3 separate regions of the Mus musculus genome follow, and regions 1 and 2 are each linked to region 3. Evidence: chromatin contacts called from public HiCAR-type and HiChIP or PLAC-seq data. All regions are on one chromosome and are shown on one strand. Each heading gives the region's core, a stretch centred on a gene start, on an enhancer-like site or on the middle of the called end of the contact. The rest is flanking DNA. Distances are from core to core; before and after follow the strand shown. Region 1 holds the start of Fut9 (fucosyltransferase 9). Region 2 overlaps Fut9 (fucosyltransferase 9). Region 3 has its middle 130 kb from the start of Ufl1.

Region 1 (2,815 bases), core at 290-2,789, 390 kb after region 3:
TCCCCGTCAGATTCACTCTTTGAACACAATGCTTATTTTTGTTCAAGCTAACCACAAATGATAAGCCTGATTCCAGCAGGAAGGTCTGCTGCATTCAGGAAACTCATTAGGATAGCTAGAGACTACACCTACACCGCCCCTGAAGCGCGTGGTGTGGAAGTTCTCTGTACAACCTTCCGCTCTTAGGTCAATAAACACAAAGGAAATAAGGGCTTTAACTTATTGAAATTTAAAATCATAACAACAATAATAAAGCGATTGTAAACGGTATGTCTGGTTCCACCTCTTTTTAAAAAAGCTGCCTATCCTTAAAAGTTGCCGCCGAGATTTGGTGGCGTAGCTTAGGGAGATTCACAGCTGGACTGTGTAAGGTGCTCTGCTCTAAACCTGAAAAAAAGGTAGATTCTGTGATAACAGGTAAAATAATATGGGCCCTTCCTTGTGCTCAGCGGACAAGCCCTCAGACAAGAAGGAATCTAAGCGATGTAAATAGTTGGGCACTTTGAAACAATGACAAAAAGTTTAGTCCCAAAAGATTTCCTGTTTTTGTCCTCTTTCCATGGTTGATTATCACCTTAATAGCCCAGGTGCAGAGACACAATAAACAGAACACACCGCGTGTCAGTGTGGGTTTGGAGGTGAGTGTCAGAAAAGCTTCAAGACAGCATCATGTGGAAGCAATGAGGTCAGCATTCACTAAGTCTCTGAGGAGGAACGGGATGGCAGGACCAATGACTCTGTGGTCAGGCTTTGAGGGAAGGTGGGTCAGAGGAGGACTTTGTGGAGAAACCTAGGTCCGAGCGCTAGGCAGAAGACAGAATTCACAAAAACCTGGGGACAACAAGGGCAGCAATGACTCTCTTTGAAGTGACACCAGGAGAAGGCTATCTGCCCGGGGAATGAGGGTAGCAGCGGGAGGGCAGGAGGGTGACAAGGGACTAAGATGTACAAGCAGCTATCTCTGGAAGAGAAAGGGTTCAAGTTCCAAGCTGGTTGAGTTAAAACCAAATGTCCCCGGGGACCTGTGCCAGGAGGGTACCCAGCAGGTGGTCGGGGTGCCTCATCTAACGATGTACGGTGGGCGCTCAGTCCTGTGCCTGACCCCCTAGAGTCTCTGGTACTCACCGATCCCAGCGAGGGAAAGCTCCATCCAGGGCGCGGGAGGGCAGCGCGGCGCGGGCGGGACGAGGGCTGGCGGTGGTGGCGGCGCTGTCCTAGTAGCGTAGCCGGAGTCCGGGGGTAGCCAAGAGGCGAGAGCGGCGGCGGGGTCTCAAGGCACCGGGTGAGGAAAGATCCAGGGCTCCAGAGCTGCAGCGCCCCGCGCGCTCTCTTCCCATCTCCCGGGCTGCCGAGGTTGCTGCTGCCCAGAGCAGCCAGGAGAGGGGGAGGGGAGCAGGCACGCGGCAGGGAGGGAGAGCAAAGAAAGCAGGGAGGGGGGAAGGGATGCGCGAGGGGAGATGGAGATGATCACCGAGAGTTGGGAAGAGAAGGGAGGAGCATAGCAGCCGGGTACAGGTTCCCACCAGAGGAGCTCCAAAATGAGCCTGTGGGTCTTGCCCCAATACCCTGCCGCTCCATGCTAACCCCCTTCGCGCCCTTTCCTTTGGCTCTTCCTCCGGTGACTGTGCCTGGGAGTACCCACGCTCGGCTGCGGATGCAGTTTCAGCAAGCCACCGCGTGTGTTGAGTCGGGAGGCTGCAGAGACACAGCATTGCTCTCCAGGCCTGTGGCACCTGTGCGCGCACACATAGCCACTGGTTCCATTGCTGCGTCTCCGATATGCAGACTCTTAGTCTGCCACCCTCCTCCACTCTCCTTTTAGGTCAAACTGTGGACTTGCAGCAACCGCTTCTGTCAGTTCCTTATTGCTGTCCCCCACCCCCACCCCCCAGGCGCTATTTGGCACGGACTGTCCAGCCAGAAGGCGACAGCAGGGAGCTCAATGCAGGCAACCTTCTCCAGTCCCTTGTATCTGCTGCCTGTGTTTGTTCTTCACTGGGGTTGACCAGCTAAAGTCCGGGGTCAGGTTGGGGGGTGATTAAAATTAAACTAAAATAGGAGGGGCAGATTGTCTGGAACCAAATTCTCAGTGATTTGGGAAGGTTGTAAATGTGAAGGGCAGTGTTGTGCTCAGAATTGACTCTTCTCTGTAAGCAACATTAAAATATAAATTCATAGGTAGATAGACACATAGAAAGATAGATGGATAGATAGATACATGGATGGATAGATAGAAAGACAGAAAGAAAGGTAGGAAGGAAAGAAGGAAGGAAGGAAGGAAGGAAGGAAGGAAGAAGGAAGAGAGAGAAAGAAAGGATAGATGGATGGATAGATAGATAGATAGATAGATAGAGCTCCACTTTGCAAAGTTTTTGTTTATTTTGTTGGACTACAAGTCAATCCTCGAAATTTACTTTTAGACTACGATTCAAATACATATAGAAAGTATATTTAGGGGCTCCTCTTACACTCAAGAATCAAGGAATAAATTCACACATTTAGTAAATATAACGACAATCAGAGTATCGCTGACTGATTTCTGTGAACCTTGATTTTGTTTCATAATCTTCGCATTCTGATTGGAAATAGGCAGCAGACAGGAAGCAAGTGGATGATGTGTGTAATGATACAGGTAGAAAAAGTAGTCTAGTTAAACTCTCTTCAAATGATACAGTAAGTATCCCTGTACTTCTTAGCAGAGCACTGGAGAAAGGAAGTTCTGGGGTGTGTGTGTGTGTGTGTGTGTGTGTGTGTGTGTGTGTGTGCATGTGTGTGTGTGTGTGCATGTGTGTGTGTGTGTGTGTGCATGTGTGTG
Region 2 (3,008 bases), core at 163-2,662, 360 kb after region 3:
TAGGACTCAGAAGAAACTCCGCCTCCCTGCTTTATAGTCTTATTTTGAAATAAAAGGAGGTAACTGTTTCCCATTAAAGGAAGATATTATATGAAAAACTGGGACACTGCTCTAAAACCTAAACCAAATGAAGTCCTAGACTGAGTCTTAAGCAGCACTAGTTAGTGATTCCCCCAGAGTGATGACAGTGGGATGAGATGGAGAGTTGCCTAGGTAACTATTACATTCTTTCCCATAATAATAGTCCCATATGTGTGTGTGTGTGTGTGTGTGTGTGTGTGTGTGTGTGTGTGTGTGTGTGTGTGTGTCTGTGTGTCTGTGTGTGTGTGTGTATGTATGTATTCAGGAGTCTAGCAAGCCCCAACACTTTGAAAGCCCTAGACAAATTAAAACAATACTAGAGGGTAAGTGTATATGGAAGTGGTTAATTTAATACTTCCTCTGGATACTACAAATCAGGTCACCACAGATTAAACAAACAGAGAAATAGGCTAAAATAAAATAATATAAAATAACTACTGAAATTCTCAAGAGATGTTCCTAGTAGTATTTATTAACTATGTAACAGCTTATATCCAATCTAACACAAAACACAAAAACTGAAAAATACTCAGAATGTTGTACACTATATGGTTCAGCCCTCATGGTCTTCAATTCACATTTATTTTTACATTAAAATTCTTTAATGATGATTCTCATGCCTAGATTTGATATAACAAGACTATTTAAAACTAATTGAGTGCTAACATCTTTTCTGTATATGGTTAAATCTATTTCTATAGTTTTCCAGGTAGACAAAAGAATATTAATTATTTCTTAAGTTATGCATACAATCGCTTAATGTTATTATTCTCAAAATTAAGCAGTGAAAAATTTTTATATTTATGTCTGTGCCACTTTTCTTGTGCCCAAATTTCTATTTCAGGTGCACAAAATTCTACTAAGCAAGCATACTCAATAGAGATAATGTGATCATCAGAAAGTAAGCAAAGCGTATGAGCACAAAAATAGTAACAGGTAAAACCTTGCCGGGTTTTTGATTTGTCTCTTCCAAGTGCTAGCTTTGTTAATGCTCAATGTGCATTGCAGTAGGGCACTTCGCCTTGGTCTCGCTACATTAAACATTTATAAATTAATCACTCAGCACTTAAAACATGCACTTATATTTTCTTACATGGAATAATCATGCATTTAAATTTTACTCATTTAAAAAAAAAAAAAGTTAAGTTCCACTGCATTAGGTCTTCAAAGAGATTTCCAAAGTGTTCAATTACTTCTTCTAACTGTGGCTTTTCTGTTGTTTTGGAGAAGAGCCAGGTTCCCCGTCTGCACTTTGGCTCTTACTCTCTTCATCCACTTGTTCTATGGTAGTGAAAAGAGGTTTTCTTTCATGATTGTCTCAACAGTGAGAGTTCCTTTCTAGCTTTAAAACAACCAAGCTTAAAAAAAAAAAAGTGAACTGGCATCTTTACAATGCGGTGGTTTTTACTCAGTGAGAAATCCAGCTTTCGGAACAATGGAGGCTTGTCTAAAGCAACTATTCACAGGAGGTACTGCCTTCTGGGGACTGGGCAGTTTTTACCTACTGACAAATGGGGGTAGCATAACAGAACAGAACTGTGCCCAACCCAAAATGTTTTTGTTTGTGCTTTTCCAGCTCAGAAGATCACTTACAACCTCTCTACCACTGACACATGATTTTAAAGAAGAGGAAAAACCAAAACCAAAACCAAAAAAACTATGAAGTAAAACGGATTGGCAGTCCAGAAGAATAATGTGACTCGTTGTCGATGTCTTTAATTTACAGTTATAGAAAATGTCCTGGGATGTGAATGGAATTTGAGAATGGACCTTCAGGGAGCCTGTGAGAAACAAAGAACACATATATTGAGAAAACTGTCTAGTGTAGGTAGGTAACAATTTCCTTGGAATTTATACTTTTATTATTGAATGGTCAATACATTTATTTATATAGTAAATGACAGTTTTTGCTTTGAAATTTTCATTCAGATGTGCAATGAACTTTGATCTTACCCACTATGCTCTATGGCTCTCCAACTACCATTCATGTGTCAAAACTTCCAAGGTCCCTGAAGAAACTCCAAACGTGCATGTGCATTCTCTATGACCAGTACTCATATTCCTCATTGGTCCCTCTCAGAGTTTGAGCAGTAACAAAACATTCACAAAGAGCTGAAATGTGTTTTGCTTTCTCACTGGGAGGCAGATCCAGTGTGACCACTGCTTTGTGTCTTAGGTGTGACTGCAGTTCCTCTTTGGGAACATAATCTCCCTACTTTTGCTGACAAGGATGGGGGAGGTGCATGAAGAAACAGCCGGGATACTTTGGACTATTGGGATATCTTGCTTGCTTTTCGTTTTTTCTTTTCCATCATAGTCCCATCTAGACCCACAAAGTTTTCCTGAGAAAGAGACAGAGAGACAGAGAGAGAGAGAGCAACCTTAGGCTATAAAAAGTTGGAGGGAGAGAATAGCAAAGAGAAGGAAAACAGAAACACTGAAAGGAGACAGAGCAGCAGAGTCTTCTTGTGAAGACACGCGGGGGCTTTCAGAAGATACACAGAATCTTTTATGATAGTATTTATCTTCTGTTGAGGTCAATTCAGAAAGGCAGAATAGGCATAGTCGAAGGGCAAATTGTACCTTCAGAGGCATGTGTTTGAACACAGGATCCTCAGTAGCAAGTTGTGTTTTGTGAAGTTGTGGAGGAACATTTAAGATATAGGAGCACAAGAGTGACAACTAAAAGTCACAAGTTCGCCTGTGCCATGCCTGAGATCTCGGGTTCATGACTGCCTGCTAAGGGAAGCAGCTGACCAAGCTCCGACCTCCAGGGATGCGGTGTCTCAGCTGCCAAGCTTTCCCTACCATGATGAGCTTTATCCCCTTGAAACTTAAGTGAAAAATAAACACTTCCCATAGCTGGGTGTGATGGAATCTCCAGGAGAATTAAATCAAGTGGGAAACCGCCTTAGGGTAGACTACCC
Region 3 (2,814 bases), core at 80-2,579:
ACCAGAAACGACTATTTAAAAAATTTAGAGAATAAAATAGAATACAAACTAAAATAAATATAGAATATGAAATTATGTTTCCAAAGAAGAGATAGACCTTCTTGCACACTTAATCAGCCAAACATCTCTGGAATGGTACACCAGTGCTTTATTTTATTCTGCCATACCTTTCCTGGGCTTAAGATCGGAGAAGGCAACACATCTGTAGATATCCAAGTCGGCGTCCCAGAAGCAGCAAAAGCCATAAATCTGGGAAGAGCTGCAACTTAACTTTTAATAGAAGTACCCCTCCTCTCCACAGGCAGGTGTTTACTGGTTTACTTGGCTTCTAGACGAACCACGAAGACATGCATAACATTTTCTGCTTGTTTATAATAGGATGACTTGTTCACCTTCACTGAGCAAAGTCTTCAGCGTGATGCAGCTAACAGCATGAGGGACAGAGGCACAGCTCTGCACCACCACTTAGGCTTGAGCTCCGAATCCCATCACTGTGCTGAGTGGACATAAAAGGGTAGAATCTACCACTCCAGGTGTGACCCTCAGAGCTTCACTTTGTGCAGCTCTGGCTGGCTTCCACTTACATTTTATTGTCCTATTGTTCTATTGTGTGATCTTGAAATAATTCCTCTGATTAGGAATTACTCATTAAGCTTCTATTAAAAACAATTTTCCAGCAAAGGCACAACTTCTACAAAGATACTGGGATATTTTTCCACTTAGGACTGGACTCTATGAATTCTTTTGGAGAGCCCTTGGTTTTCCTCTTAATAAATTGCCCCAGGCACATTTTACAAGTCCACTAAAATAGCCAGCCAGCCAGCCAGCCAGCCAGCCAGCCAGTCAGCATTCTCAAAACAAATCAACATCTAGATATCCCTTTAAAAAAAAAATAGTGTTTTTACAGCCACCATTCCTAATATTCTTCCACCATACATTTACCTGGTTAATCACTGTATTTTAGTAAAGCAAATCTAACGGGGAAAGGGAGTGTAAGCTCTCCACCCCCTAGGTTTTTATAAATTCTCAATTTAAAGAAAAATGTTTAAAGTGATTTCCTTTCTAGATGTCAGAATGCAAAGCCTGCAGCCATTTCTTTCAGGGTGGTACCCAGAGGAGGAGGAAAGGAAGACAAAAGCATCACCAACTTTGGAGGAATTAAACACTCTCCTGCTTCAAGTGGCTCCCCAAATAAGGAGACCAGAGAGGAGGGGATCTTGTCAGTTTCTCATGGGGTCCTTTGGCTCTTGCATAGTAACTCTTTCACTGAGAGTCCCCTCTAAGGAATCAGGTGAAAGGCCATTTGGCACCAGTCTTTCCTTTTACTCCAGCTGCCTGTGAAGAGCAGGGTTGCTAGGCAACCAAGTCTCAGGCTCGCTTTGTGCCTACATCAGACTAGGAAATGTGGCTGTTTGGAAGCTGTCTCCTGTAGAAACTAACACTGAAATGCCTTGCGGTTTGGAAAACTATATTTTCAATTCCTCACAGTAAAACTACACCATCCTTTCCAATTTTCTTGCTTTTGGGGAAGAGACTATTTAGAGTATAGACAGCTATATTTCCACAGGAAAACACCCAGACTTTGATTTCAAAAATCAGAAGTAATTTCCATTTTAAAGGAAGAGCTAATGAGCATCACAGCTGCATTTCATCTGTTCCTTCCTGGTAGCTTGATTTCATTCTTTCCCAATTCTTTCCCTTTTAACATGTGCTTTGCCTTTCCTCCCATCTTTTCTGTATGTTCTACTTCTCTGTATCTTTCTTTCCTTCCTCTGCACTACTATGAACTCTGTTACTTATGTGTTCACCTTCAATTGATTGCTCACACAGCGAAACAATGATTTTGAAGTGAACCAAGCTTTTTTTTCCTACAAAGTCCTGACTGGGATATTATTTCATCCTTGAATTCATTTGTTTTTTATTGTTTTAACCTGTGGCTAGGGGTGGTTATAGAGAAAGAACTGACAATAGATTCTTGTGGTTTACTTGGACTTGTTACCCCCCCTCCACCACCCCCCACCACCCCCACCCCCCCCCCGGCCCCGCACAGAACCTACTGTAGCCTTCCAATTCGTTCACTCTGCTTTATTTTGACTGTCTTGGCTCACTTGGTTCTGACATTAATGTAGAACTTTCTCTGGCATAAGGTATATCAAATTCCAAGGATTTCAGTAGACAGCAAAGGAAGTAGAACTTGAGGCCCTGAAGGCTTGTGAGAAGGCTTACAAAATTAACATATGAAAAATAAGATGGTAAAGAGGAAAAGCCACTCCCTTCAGACTTTCTAAAACTGCCAGAATGACTGGCTCAAGAGAGAGACAATTCTGCCTCTTTAGGTGTCTTAGTCAAGGTTTCTATTCCTTCACAAACATCATGACCAAGAAGCAAGTTGGGGAGGAAAGGGTTTATTCATCTTACACTTCCACATTGCTGTTATCACCAAAGGAAGTCAGAACTGGAACTCAAACAGTTCAGGAAGCAGGAGCTGATGCAGAGGCCATGAAGGGATGTTCCTTCCTGGCTTGCTTCTCCTGGCTTGCTCAGCCTGCTCTCTTATAGAACCAAGACTACCAGCCCAGGGATGGTCCCACCCACAAGGGGCCTTTCCCCCTTGATCACTAATTGAAAAAATGCCCCACAGCTGGATCTCATGGAGGCATTTCCCCAGCTGAAGCTCCTTTCTTTGTCATAACTCCAGCCTGTGTCAAGTTGACACACAAAACCAGCCAGTACAAAAGGAGATTTAAATATATTTCCCTGTGTGGAAATTTAAGATGCTAGTGAGTCCTGTGACACATGAAGTTGTATACAGAT

What was found. HiCAR-type assays count read pairs that join an accessible place to other places. HiChIP or PLAC-seq counts read pairs in DNA pulled down with a chosen protein or histone mark.
Region 1: a contact with region 3 is called in a HiCAR-type map of astrocytes, with 3 times the contacts expected there. The contact joins the promoter of Fut9 here to the enhancer-like site in region 3. A contact is called at or near these places in 2 of 39 promoter capture datasets (hippocampal neurons and liver), 3 of 484 Hi-C or Micro-C datasets (brain, cerebral cortex and cortical neurons) and 7 of 115 datasets of contacts at active chromatin or transcription factors (astrocytes, craniofacial prominence, embryonic forebrain and 4 more).
Region 2: an H3K27ac HiChIP or PLAC-seq map of neural progenitor cells shows a contact between it and region 3, with 7 times the contacts expected there. The contact joins two enhancer-like sites.

Annotation. Positions count from the first base shown.
Region 1 is chr4:25,798,464-25,801,278 of GRCm38.p6, forward strand. Fut9 (fucosyltransferase 9) reads right to left here and starts at 1,540. Exons shown (of 3, transcript NM_010243.3): 1 at 1,126-1,540.
Region 2 is chr4:25,767,424-25,770,431 of GRCm38.p6, forward strand. The region is part of intron 1 of Fut9 (fucosyltransferase 9); the gene reads right to left. Among named protein-coding and RNA genes, the nearest start is that of Fut9, 31 kb to the right of the region's middle. Within about 2 kb of position 1,413, at least 23 of the 459 cell types and tissues checked have an H3K27ac peak or open chromatin away from gene starts, as enhancers often do. A contact at or near this core is called in neural progenitor cells, where this site is marked.
Region 3 is chr4:25,407,557-25,410,370 of GRCm38.p6, forward strand. No RefSeq gene overlaps it. Among named protein-coding and RNA genes, the nearest start is that of Ufl1, 130 kb to the left of the region's middle. Within about 2 kb of position 1,330, at least 89 of the 459 cell types and tissues checked have an H3K27ac peak or open chromatin away from gene starts, as enhancers often do. A contact at or near this core is called in astrocytes, brain, cerebral cortex and 7 more, where this site is marked.